2 separate regions of the Bombyx mori genome follow, and region 1 is linked to region 2. The links are chromatin contacts, called in public Hi-C maps. All regions are on one chromosome and are shown on one strand. Each heading gives the region's core, a stretch centred on a gene start, on an enhancer-like site or on the middle of the called end of the contact. The rest is flanking DNA. Distances are from core to core; before and after follow the strand shown.

Evidence for each region. Hi-C and Micro-C count contacts between places; a contact is called where the count stands out from the background.
Region 1: a contact with region 2 is called in a Hi-C map of middle silk gland, with 2.1 times the contacts expected there. The contact joins two enhancer-like sites. A contact is called at or near these places in 3 of 7 Hi-C or Micro-C datasets (middle silk gland and whole pupa).

The regions. Positions count from the first base shown.
Region 1 is chr26:10,075,691-10,081,531 of ASM3026992v2, forward strand. LOC101736219 (C-terminal-binding protein) reads left to right here. Exons shown (of 14, transcript XM_062676354.1): 5 at 1,304-1,368; 6 at 2,082-2,209. The coding sequence starts at 2,127. Among protein-coding and RNA genes, the nearest start is that of LOC101741464, 75 kb to the right of the region's middle. Within about 2 kb of position 3,186, at least 7 of the 8 cell types and tissues checked have open chromatin away from gene starts, as enhancers often do.
Region 2 is chr26:9,976,722-9,983,029 of ASM3026992v2, forward strand. All of the region lies in intron 1 of LOC101736219 (C-terminal-binding protein), which reads left to right. Among protein-coding and RNA genes, the nearest start is that of LOC101736219, 18 kb to the left of the region's middle. Within about 2 kb of position 3,345, at least 7 of the 8 cell types and tissues checked have open chromatin away from gene starts, as enhancers often do.

The DNA.
Region 1 (5,841 bases), core at 1,936-4,435, 99 kb after region 2:
GTGTTTTTAGGTACCTCAAGCACCGGTCACCGTTCTCGTGGAAACCGTCGCTTGCGATGAAGGGCTCGGCGAGTAAATTAACCCACAGACACAGCCCACTGAGTTTCTCGTCGGATCTTCTCAGTGGGTCGCGATTCCGATCCGGTGGTAGATTCTGCGAAGCACGGCTCTTGCTAGTCTTCGTGTTAGCAACTTCGTCAGGTTTGAGCCACGTGAGCTCACCTACTAGTTAAGGTTACGCTGATATGGTATCTCTAGATCATCAGCTTAGGTAGGGAAAAAAAGTTGATGGACATTTTGATATTGTTTTTATGTTTTTATCATTCGGTTTATTCTTCGTTGATGGGAAGAATATGGGCCCATTAAAAACTCTTATATGACCATTAAAACGAATCTAAAAGTTTGGCGCCGCTTAAATTAGAATAATTATAACATTAGAACAGGCATCACGAAGATTTCACTAAATTATCTCTTAAAAATTCGATGAAGATCATTATTTCTGTCCGAAAATAGACGTGCGCCCACCCACATCATATAGTAAGTTGTCATCGTCGTAATGGATGCCGAATCTGAGGCCTGTACCATCAAATCGTGATTTAGATACGGGCATATCATAAATACTAAGAGGTATATTTCAGAATATACTTAGGTTTCTCCGAAAAAGATTTCGAGCTCTTGTTTTATAGTGTGGCGGTAGCCATCATATGATATAGATATCATATCATATGAAAGATCTTCCACCGAGCGCGTGATATTGTTCGGTAGACCGACGGTCCGAATGTTGTTGTTCGGAACTTGTATATATGCGCTTTATTTTGAAAATGTCGTAAGCGAGATTCAGGTATCTGTCAGGTATCTTGCGTTGTATGATGGCTACCCGCCACAATAGTATTAAATGTGATAGGAATTATCTCTGCAAACTAGAAACTGTTTTAATGTAACAAGTTTTTTGTAATCCTCAGGAAAAATGAGGTGTAACTTTGTGGAGATTCATTTCAGTTAAAAGGTTCTTTATACACAAGTTAGGTCAGATACGTTACGTATTGCACGCAAGAGCAACAAAGTTGTCGCAAGCATTCGTTACTTTTTCTATTTATAATATACCAGTCATTGGAAAATAGATAATAAAATCAAAAGGAAAAATATATATTATTAATAGCATTTTCTTTATGTAAGATACTTCTTTGGACGAAATATCAATGAAATCTTCAAATGCTTTTAGGATTAAATGGGAATTGGAATAAAACACAAAATTTAATATTAAAAATGATACAAAAATACTGAAGTTATCTTTCTGCCTCAGGTCAAAAAAGCGACACAAGACCTGCAATTGGGCTGTGTGACCGCAACCAACCAACTGATCACATTGTGAGTAACAATGATGCTCGTTTATACAAATAAAGTTCCGAAATAAACAATGGGAGGCTTTTTATTCAGAACCATGTATGTAACCCGTATTGGAAATTATTACCCACAGACACAGCCCACTGAATTTCTCGCCGGATCTTCTTAGTGGGTCGCGTTTCCGATCCGGTGGTAGATTCTGCGAAGCACTGCTCTTGCTAGGGTCAGTGTTACCAATTCTCCGGTTTGAGCCCCGTGAGCTCACCTACACACGCTAAGGTAAGCTGATATAGCCTCTCAAGGCTATCAGCATAGGTAGGAAAAACAAAAAGGAAATTACAAGAGTAAACGTCGTAATAGATATATCAGTGGAAACTGTAGACGATGCTCTCAAGCTCATATTATAATTATTAAATATTTATTAACACCACAAAAATTATGGTACGGTTATTTTTAGCCTGAACGGGTAGGTAGGTATCACAATCTATTTACGCAAAGCCATTAAAGAGAAAACTTCCAAGTTTTGTGAATTAGATTGCTACGATTGGGACTAACCAATCTGAAAATATTGTTAACAAACTGGGATCCGAAATAATGAATACGAGATATTATTGAATTTGTTAGATCATTTTCCTATAGAAGACAAAAAAAAAATACATTGTCTGTCTTAGAGGTTTCTCCAAAATTATTTTGTGTCCTTGAAACGTATGTAATTGTACTTAATTATTTTGTTACAGGTGACGCGCTGCGGAACATATATTAAAGCGGCTTTGCCGCTTTAAATGGACAAACGCAAGATGCTGCCAAAGAGAGCGCGCATGGATAGTATGCGGGGTCCTATTGCAAACGGACCCCTGCAATCAAGGTCAGTTTGTATATCTAATACTGGAAAACTTGACAATCAAATCAATCTAGTCCTTAATGAAATTTGAAACGAATCGATCCGAATAACAAGTTTTAATTTGATTAGATTATTGAAAATCAGAAGCGTTAAGATTGAATAGTGAGTTCGATTGCCAACTCATACCCATACCGGGCGGGCAATGTAACGGAGCGCGGCCGCCGCACTCAACAAACCGGTTTCCGCCTTTCGAGCTCACTCCACTTATTCTTTCCTCGTGCTAATCCTATTTGGTTTCCATCAAAACTTGGCCGAAGGGGTTGCGGCCCCTTTCCGCCCTTGGGGGTGAGGCCCCGGAGGCCTCTTTGTTTGCGAACAAATCTGTTTTCGTCTGCCCCCGGGAAAGTTTGTCGAAATTCTGAAAACTCCGGTCCCAGTCAGGAATTACTTTTCAGTTTCAACGTTCGAAACTTCGCTCGACAATAATAATAACTCCGTTTCGGTATGACGAAAGTTTAAATTATTAGTTTAATCCGACTGATGGTTTAATTATTCGGGACGGGTTCCGTAGGACGTTTTCCGAACTGCGATCACTTTAGCCTGTGCGCTATGATAACAAATACGCAGTAGCTAATTGTATTACAATTTCTAGTTGGTTTTTCATTGATCGTTGACTATTTCAGATTTTGTTTACTTACGATCAGTATTTAATAATTGTTTTCTTAATGTTAATTATTAGGTAACGTTTTCTTTTTCATTGACGGATTCATCAATTTAAAATGAATTTAATAATGTCACTTCGATAAAATCTGTTTTTATTTTTTCCTATCCAAATAGAATAAATAAATACCTTGAATCGACTCGAAATCCGTACAAAATATTTAATGAAACAACGTGAAAGTCGTTCACGTAATGTTTATCAAACAGCAACCTTGGCTCTTGTAAGTCGGTCGTCGACACCGACTCGGATTATGTGCGCGCATAAAATATACCTCCACACAATACAAGTGTACGTTGTTTATATTGTAATAAGGTGCTGCTGCTACTGTACAAGTTGCGATGCCAACGGGAATAAAATTATTATTTGGGTTGCATCTTTTCGTCAATGCTTATATGTTGAGAAATCTGATTACAAATTATTTAGTAAAATGTTTATTTTATTTTATTTTATTGCTGATGGATGGACGAGCTCATACCCCACCTGGTGTTAAGTGGTTACTGCAGCCCATAGACATTTACAACGTAATTACCGTCACCCACCTTGAGATATGAGTTCTAAGGTGTCAGTATAGTTACAACGTCTTTCAAACCGAATAAGAATAAGATGGGTAAAAGTGGGGATGGTTTTTTTTTTTCGACATATTATAACGATATTATTTATCAAAGACGATTACGCTTACGGGGTTTGCAGCTAATAGTGCTCGTTCGTAATCTATCTTTTATCAAATACTAGAATCGCTAATCATTGTTATCGATGTGCCCAAAGTTTATTCGCTTGCCTAGTTTTACAGTTAGCTATATTTCGATTTTCTAAAACGCCCAATGACTTCGACAAAATTTTCGTTCAATTACACTCTAAAAAAAACTTATCTAATGACGCACTCTGTTAAAATAATCAAATATGTATGTAAAAGTATTAAAATAAAGATCGACAACACTCCTTATCAACAATAATTTCGGATTATTAGATAAAATTGGCATTTATATTTCTTGGAAGTATTTAAATCGAACCGGTGCTTACCTGTTCGTGCCCAACACAATACCTTTGTTATCGATAAAATGATTAAAATTGTTTATGTACCGCCATAAAGTGTATCGTGAACTCAATGACAAGTTCTTTATCAAATGAAGTTAGTAAAGAGTCCTGAGCGGTAGGCGGTGGCTTGGCTGTGTCCTTGACATTGTCAATGCTCATAACTGAGGGTGACAGGTCATCTCGACGTGGTCCGTATGTTAGTTTGCATTCCGGAGCAATAAAAAAAAAGGTATAAAGATGATGAATGTAAATCGCGAACTGTGATCTGGTACGGTGAACTGTGTATCCGTTATTTCTTTCTAAGAATTTATCGCCTCGTACGCGATAAAAAATATCTTTATACTGTAAACACGTTGAGCGCAGTTTGTTTTTATGATCCTTAAGCATTTTTTAATTACTCGATAATGTTTAATATTTGGAATGCTTTCGTAGTAAAACTAAATTCGGTTTTTGAACTTTTTATCGGCTTTGACTGGGTTTGGTTAGTCGCTTATGGTTTGTAAGCGGTTTGTTTCGATGTTAGTAGTAGTAAGCATGTTATCGTGAACTTTTTACGATCATGGACTGAAACCCAGCTTAGACTGTAGCGTTTTAAAACTTGGCCACACGGAATATCATATAGTGTGACGTCATTTGGGGTTAAAATGCACGACAAGGTAACCGCATCTTAAGTATACAAAGCAATTAGTCACATGACGTTATTCTGTGTTGTCATTAGTGGTTTTTTTTATTAGTAATTCTAACTCTAGATAGAGTAGATTTTAATAGGCCGTTACAACAGATGGGAGTATATATTTTGTCAACAATTACAGATTTAGTACAAGTAGAATAATCGTCATTTTGAATGAACTCGAAATTATTACTGCTTAAACTCAATTTAATATTCCACAATTAGTAAGCACATTCATATTTTTTAAGAAGCGAAGATAAACAAAACAAAAATACCAAGCCATTTTAGCGTGCAATCAGCGCAACGAAGTAACTAACTGTTCGAGTAATATTGAATGAAACGCGCGGTGATAACCAAACCAACCCGGCTTATTGAATTATAACTCGTTACGGTACACGTTCAACTCCATTGTTGTAACCCCTTAGGTGCTTGGAATATTTTTTGTGATATTAACTTTGAATCGTGAATAGCATTCTGCGTTGTTCTATTAAATTGCGAGACGCGATAATTTTGTCGTGGCTGTTTCTCGTCATTTTAGTTGTTTTGTTATTCATTATCATAAGTGTTAGGTGTAGATTTGAAGATAGTATAATATCGTTATTTACTTCTTTTTTTATTGCTAGATGGGTGGACGAGCTCACAGCCCACCTGGTGTTAAGTGGTTACTGGAACTCATAGAGATCTACGACGTAAATGCGCCACCCACCTTGAGATATAAGTTCTAAGGTCTCAAGTATAGTTTCAGCGGCTGCCCCACCCTTCAAACCGAAACGCATTACTGCTTCACGGCAGGAATAGGCAGGGCGGTGGTACCTACCCGCGCGGACTCGCAAGAGGTCCTACCACGAGGAATTTCGCAAATTATAATTTTGCGGGTTTCATTTTTATTACACGATGTGATTCCTTCACCGTGGAAGTCAATCGTGAACATTTGTTGAGTACGTATTTCATTAGAAAAATTGGTACTCGCCTGAGATTCGAACATCGGTGCATCGCTCAACACGAATGCACCGGACGGACGTCTTATCCCTTAGGCCACGACGACTTAAAAAGTGTATTGTATAGAGTACTATAGTACATTTTTTAATCTGTATTTTATAAAACATTTGAAAATAAGTGAAGTGCTACCAATTTTAGACGTTCGTATCTATTTATTTGTGTATAGTTCAGCAGACTTGCACCTCATACATAATTAAGTAGGTATGACGCATTATTTAAATGTAATGGACG
Region 2 (6,308 bases), core at 2,095-4,594:
TTGTGCCGCACGTGTTTAGGTGCCTTACAATGTATTATATTTTATTCGCAGCAAAGATGTGGTGGTGTATGTTCCGTAGTATTGTGACGCGGCGCGTTTATTGCGAACGCGGCGCGAACATAATGTTGGATTTATGTCTCAATTTATTTCCCACGCGATAGCGTAGATGTGGGGAGGTAGGTACATTGTTTTTCATCTATACATATAAATAAAATTGGAGTGTCTCTTTGTAATGTTGAAGTAATAGCGGTAGGCATCGGCTTGGCTCTGCCCCTGGCATTGCTGAAGTCCATGGGCGACGGTAACCAATCACCATCAGGTGGGCCGTATGCTCGTCTGCCTGCAAGGGCAATAAAAAAAAACTATTTACACGGTACATATTTTTTGTCTGTCTGGCTGTTTGTTCCGGCTAATCTCTGGAACGGCTGGAACGATTTTAACGAGACTTTCAGTGATAGGTAGCTGATGATATAAGGAGTAACTTAGGCTACTTTTTTAGACTAGCTTCGCCCCGCGGCGTCACCCGCGGTACGATAATAACATCGTGGGACTCAGCTAATCCGAAATACGATGTAAAGCTTGTTATACGTATTAACGTATATGATTCGTACGTGACAATCTTAAAGAAGCTAAAATGTTTGTCGGTTCTGTTAAAATATGTTATTTGCGGTCTCGGACTAATGGTTTGTTGAACGAACTATAAAGTGATTCGCTTTGTCAATTTTATTAATTGCGCCATACAGTGCCATACGCGATACTAGTCAATTAATATCAACAATTCAAGAAATTTAGACGTAACCTACTGTTTTACGTCGCGAATTCAAGTGGTCGTAGGTCGTAGGTACCGCCGCCTCGCCTATTTCTGCCGTGAAGCAGTAATGCGTTTCGGTTTGAAGGGTGGGGTAATCGTTGTAACTGTATATACTGAGACCTTAGAACTTATATCTCAAGGTGAGAGGTTGTAGAGATCTATGGGCTTCAGTAACCACTTAACACCAGGTGGGCTGCGAGCTCGTCCACCCATTGCGCGTATATTGCCACGATCTGTGGTAGGTACGTAGCAGTCAACTAACGTGATGGATCTGGTCACGTTTTGGTGAAACCCACCGTGGTGAATTTCACTTTGCCCTGTTGGACGCTTCTAGTTCATATTAGTGACGTTAACTTCAGACCAATAGCAAACCCTCCATCCCGAAAAGAGGTACTTACGTATATTGTAGACTTACACGAAGATGAAAAAACATTCGCTACATTTCATATTCAAAGTATATATTTCTATACCTGATACTTATAAGGATTCATATAGAAATAACAAAACAAAATAAACATTATCTTGAGGACGATGAGTCGAAATCACATTTTTACACGGGAATTCTCCGAAGCTATTTCTTCCATCGCTTTGTTCGATCTCTAGTGCTCTCAGTGGTGAGGTTATTCAGGTTATCGATGTGCATCCGTTCTCCTAAAGCGGCGACCTATCGATATACGCTGAAATTGGTTTTTTTTTCTTTTCTTTCTTTCTTTTTCGTTTTGTTATCTTCCACTTCCATTAACGTACTAAAGCTATACGTTAATAGGACTTCTTTTTCTTTTGTTTTACTTTAAACAATCGTTTAAAAAAGAATTGGAGTTTTGTCTGTAGTTATTTTATCCAACATCAAAAAGAGAAGTGTTTTGACTCATTTTAATGGGATATTTGTATTTTGTGTGTTTTGAAATTTCATAAATAATTTGTTCTAAACACCAAAATGCCTTAAGTGTATTTTGTTTCATTGCCCTGATTAAGATCGGGTCAGCTTAGCTGACATTACCATAGAGATACATTAACCCGTAGACTCAGCCCACTGAGTTTCTGGCCGGATCTTCTCAGTGGGTCGCGTTTCCGATCCGCTGGTAGATTCTGCGAAGCACTGCCATTGCTAGGGCCAGTATTAGCAACACTCCATGTCAAGGAGAAGCTGAAAAAGCCTCTCAAGGCTACAGCATAGGTAGGGAAAAAAAGAGTCATTTGTAATACAGCAAATGACCCTATAGGATCACAACTTTAAAATTAACTTAGAATAATGTTTCATCTTTTCTAATCGTGTGAGCACTCGCGTGTATCATCCGCTAACGAGTCTAGTTTGTACATAGTTACGAGCAAGTTGTTGTTTTAGTTGTGCGATAGTTGTTGTTCTGTTTCGATATTATTTACCTTCGAACTAGTGTTACGTACAACACGTATTGGCCGTACGAACGACGTTAATGTACAATGTTCGAAACTAGTGCTGTACTTTTGTTTCAGTGTTTTCGATACAAGATCGAAGGCTGGCAAGGTATGAGGCAACCGATCGCACGGAGATTTTAATGTTTTTTTTTTTTGTAGACTTTTTAGACACATGAAATACGGTTAAATGATTCCTGATTGTACAACCGGGATGGTGATTAAGAGACGTACTTGTCGCTTGATTATACCCGATCCTGTAGACCGAATGGTAAACAGTCGACGTCGCCCAAAGCACGTCATTACGGATCCTCCCGATCCCTTAACGGTGCTTTTAGGTACCACAAGCACCGGTCACCGTCCTCGTCGAACCCGTCGCTTGCGACGAAGGGCTCGACGAGCAAATTAACCCATAGACACAGCACACTGAGTTTCTCGCCGGATCTTCTCAGTGGGTCTCGTTTCCGATCCGGTGGTAGATTCTGTGAAGCACTGCTCTTGCTAGGGTCAGTCTTAGCAACTCTCCGATTTGAGCCCCGTGAGCTCACCTACGCACGTTCGGGTGAAGCTGAAATAGCCTCTCAAGGCTATCAGCATAGGAAGAAAAAAATAAAATAAAAAAACCGCTTGATCTTGAACCCATAACTTGTATGCCTTTTTCGAAACTTAAATCGATGTTTTCAAAGCCTTACATAAGCGTAATGAATTAAATAAACTTAATACAATAACACGTGTATCAATCTGTACTAATAAATAAATCTACAGTGGTTTTTACGGATGTTCCGTTATAACTACCAAACCATGCATCCGATTGACTTCAAACTTGGTATCCATGTAGAAAATAAATGTACTTAATGGATAGGCTATATGTATATGAGTGTTGGACTCCCTAATAATAATGACAATAAAATTAAATAACAATGTTAATTTTAAATGTCCAGCGAAGCGGGCGAGTACGGCTAGTAATTTATAATGTTGGAAATTTCATTTATATATTCTTCATTAAGTCACAGCTTGTTGCCATTAGGCGTTCCCTTAGTATCTATACGTGTAGTTTATCGCGTACTCTTGCGTAATTAAACCACGGCTTACGCCCGCATGCTGGACATTAAATCGTGTTTAATGACGTGTCTTTGGTGAGCCGTTTTTCGCGAACGTATGTTTTTTATCGGCCCGACTCGTTCGGCCGCTTAATGAAAGCCGGCGGGATGGAATGGCTAATTGGATTTCGTTTTGTATCGGAAATTGTCGGTCAGGCTTCGCTTCCATTTCGAAGCGTTTTATTCACATCAATTGTGTCTTTGTCATGGAAATTTCTGGTAATAATTTAAGCCGTTTTGATAGATGCTTCGACGAGATAATACTCGTTGTATAATTGAATATGCTATTTCGAAAAGGGCACATGTCGCATATTTTGTCAAATACGTTTTTTCATATACATGTAGTTTTGAGACTTGGCTACACCCATTTTATAATAGTTCCAGTCATTTTCTATTGCTAATTAACACTAAAATATATCTCTAAAAGTTAATATTTTAAATTTTACAATACTTTAGAAAATAATCAGTTTTTTTCATGGCCTGAACATTTTACATTTTCAGAGATGTGCCCTTTTCGAAATTGCATTTTCAATTGTACTTGTCTTATAATTGTTGAATCGTATAATCACCAAAGTTGAAATCATTTTAAAATTTGCAAAAGTTGTAACGAAGTTCCTTTGAGGAGTTTTCAAGTTATATTCTGAGAAACAATCCGCCAATACCTACCTCCCAGGAACAACCTCAAAAGAAAGTTTTTCGTTCACGGCATACCTTCGTTGGAAGTTTTATTAAAACGGCAAAATAACGTTGGGCGTGCGCGCTCCGAATAATTTATTCTAAGTCGTGCCTCACCGCTCTATCCTTAGCAGTATCGCCATTACCGAATGCTTTATTGAAGCAAAAAACCGGCGCTTACTGCGAAAACAAGTCGGTCGTTCTGCCATTGAATTTGATCCTAAGGCTGAGTCATACAACTGGCGACTGTAGAGATTGAGGGTTGGGGGAGGCAGGAAACCGTTTAGCTCAGCCACCTATTGTAGTATTGTGAAGGCACGTTGTTTTTGTGGAGTGTGGTGTCAGCGACAGGCTTGCCTTGGCTAACTTTATACGGATCGCTCAAAACGTCTAGCTAGACAATTTATTAGGTCGACCGCCTGAGATTCTGTTAGTGAACGGTTTTGTTTAACATTGCCCAGATAGCTGGGCGTTGTTTTCGAAAACAAGCCCGACTCTATTTATTTAAATTTTATGGGACAATATCGAGACTTGTCAACAAGATTTCTTAACGGTTATAAGGTTTATTTTTATGGCGTATTATCTTCTGCAAACTAACGTATATAATATTAATCTATTGTACAGTTTTGACTCGGTATCTCGAAAAGAGATGCTGATACACAATTTAGCCTCTTAAACTTCAAAAAGCAGAAAACAGTATTAAAACAAACAACACTTAATTAACAAGAGCAGCTGAGGAAGCAAGTTTAATTGCTCCAAAGATAGGTACAAAAGAAGTTTGGATGCCGCCGACGGGGGTTGGTTGGGTGGGTGACTCAGCTGGAAAGTTGACGACGAATTTTAAAAGGGACTAAAAGGAAGGCGACCGTAGCTCTTGTTACTCTTTCACAGTTTAACTTTGTACAGGGTTGTCGTTTAAAAAAGTTTGGACGAACTTTAAATTTTTATCATGTCCGCTTGTCAGTTGAAAAATAAATTCACGGAGTTCGTTTTTTTGCCACCTAGTATTTTGAAATGTCAATAATTGACTTCATTGTCTCACTACTGGTGTTACCTGGCAAGTTATCACGTAGGTATCACCCATACTGCCTATTTCTGCCGCCAATTTGTCATGCTATCCTTTTTGAGCGTTAGGACAACTGTTATACAATCAAGGCTTCATGGGTGGTGGTATTCATGTAAAGGTATTATTTTGTTAAGCGGTAATAGTAGTAGTGTAAGTAGGCACAGATGAAAAGAAAAATGAGGCAGCTTAAAGAAGATTTTATTGGGATTTGAATAGTTTCCATATTGCGTGCTATGTCTGGACTTTCTATTTTTAATCATCAATCAATCTTTCCTTATTCTTCTCTGTGAAGTGAATTGTACCGCAGATTTTACCGTGAAAGTCAATCGTATACATTTGTTAATTACGTATTTAACTAGAAAGGTACCTGCCTGCGGGATTCGAACACCGGCACATTTGCATCGCTCGATACGAATGCACCGTGCGTTTTAGCCTTTAGACTTTTTCTTTTTATTGCTTAGATGGGTGAACGAGCTCACATCCCACCTGGTGTTAAGTGGTTACTGAAGCCCATAGATATCTACGACGTAAACGCGCCACCCACCTTGAGACATAAGTTCTAAGGTCTCAAGTATAGTTACAACGGCTGCCCCACCCTTCAAACCGAAACGCATCACTGCTTCATGGCAGAAATAGGCAGAGCGGTAGCGGACACACAATTGGTTCTACCACCAGTAAAATTATGGCAAATTACCATATACATCTATATTTCCAGCCCTGCGTCGGTGGCGCTTTACTATATAGGTTTAAAGCCCAATGCAATTACTTAGACCGCGCTAGTTTCACTGAACCGCCAAGGACTCGTTCACATTTTATGCTTTCCTATATATTTTCTAGTTTTATTAGTGACATTTAGTGCGGCAGCTTCAAAAACGCAATTTAAACTTCTCGTGCGTGTTGGTTTACTTTAGTAAAAAAATCTTCAAGTCCAGACTTTTGACTGCTAAAGAAAATTCAGATTGGTTTTTATAATAAGTGAATGGGCAATGATTATTGCGTTGCTGCCAGTTTATATTAATGGATTAAGTAATCGTATATATTAGTGCTTTTGCTAAATCCGGCCACATTTTAGTATGGCTTTGTTTGAAAACAAAACTTGCATATTGATATTTATTTTATTGCCTTTGTAGGCAGACGAGCATACGGCACACCTGATGGTGAGTGGTTACTGTCACCCATGAAGTTTAGCAATGCCAGGGGCAGAGCCAAGCCGCTACCTACCGTTAAGTACTCTCCACAAGCCTCATTTGAATCATCATAGCGC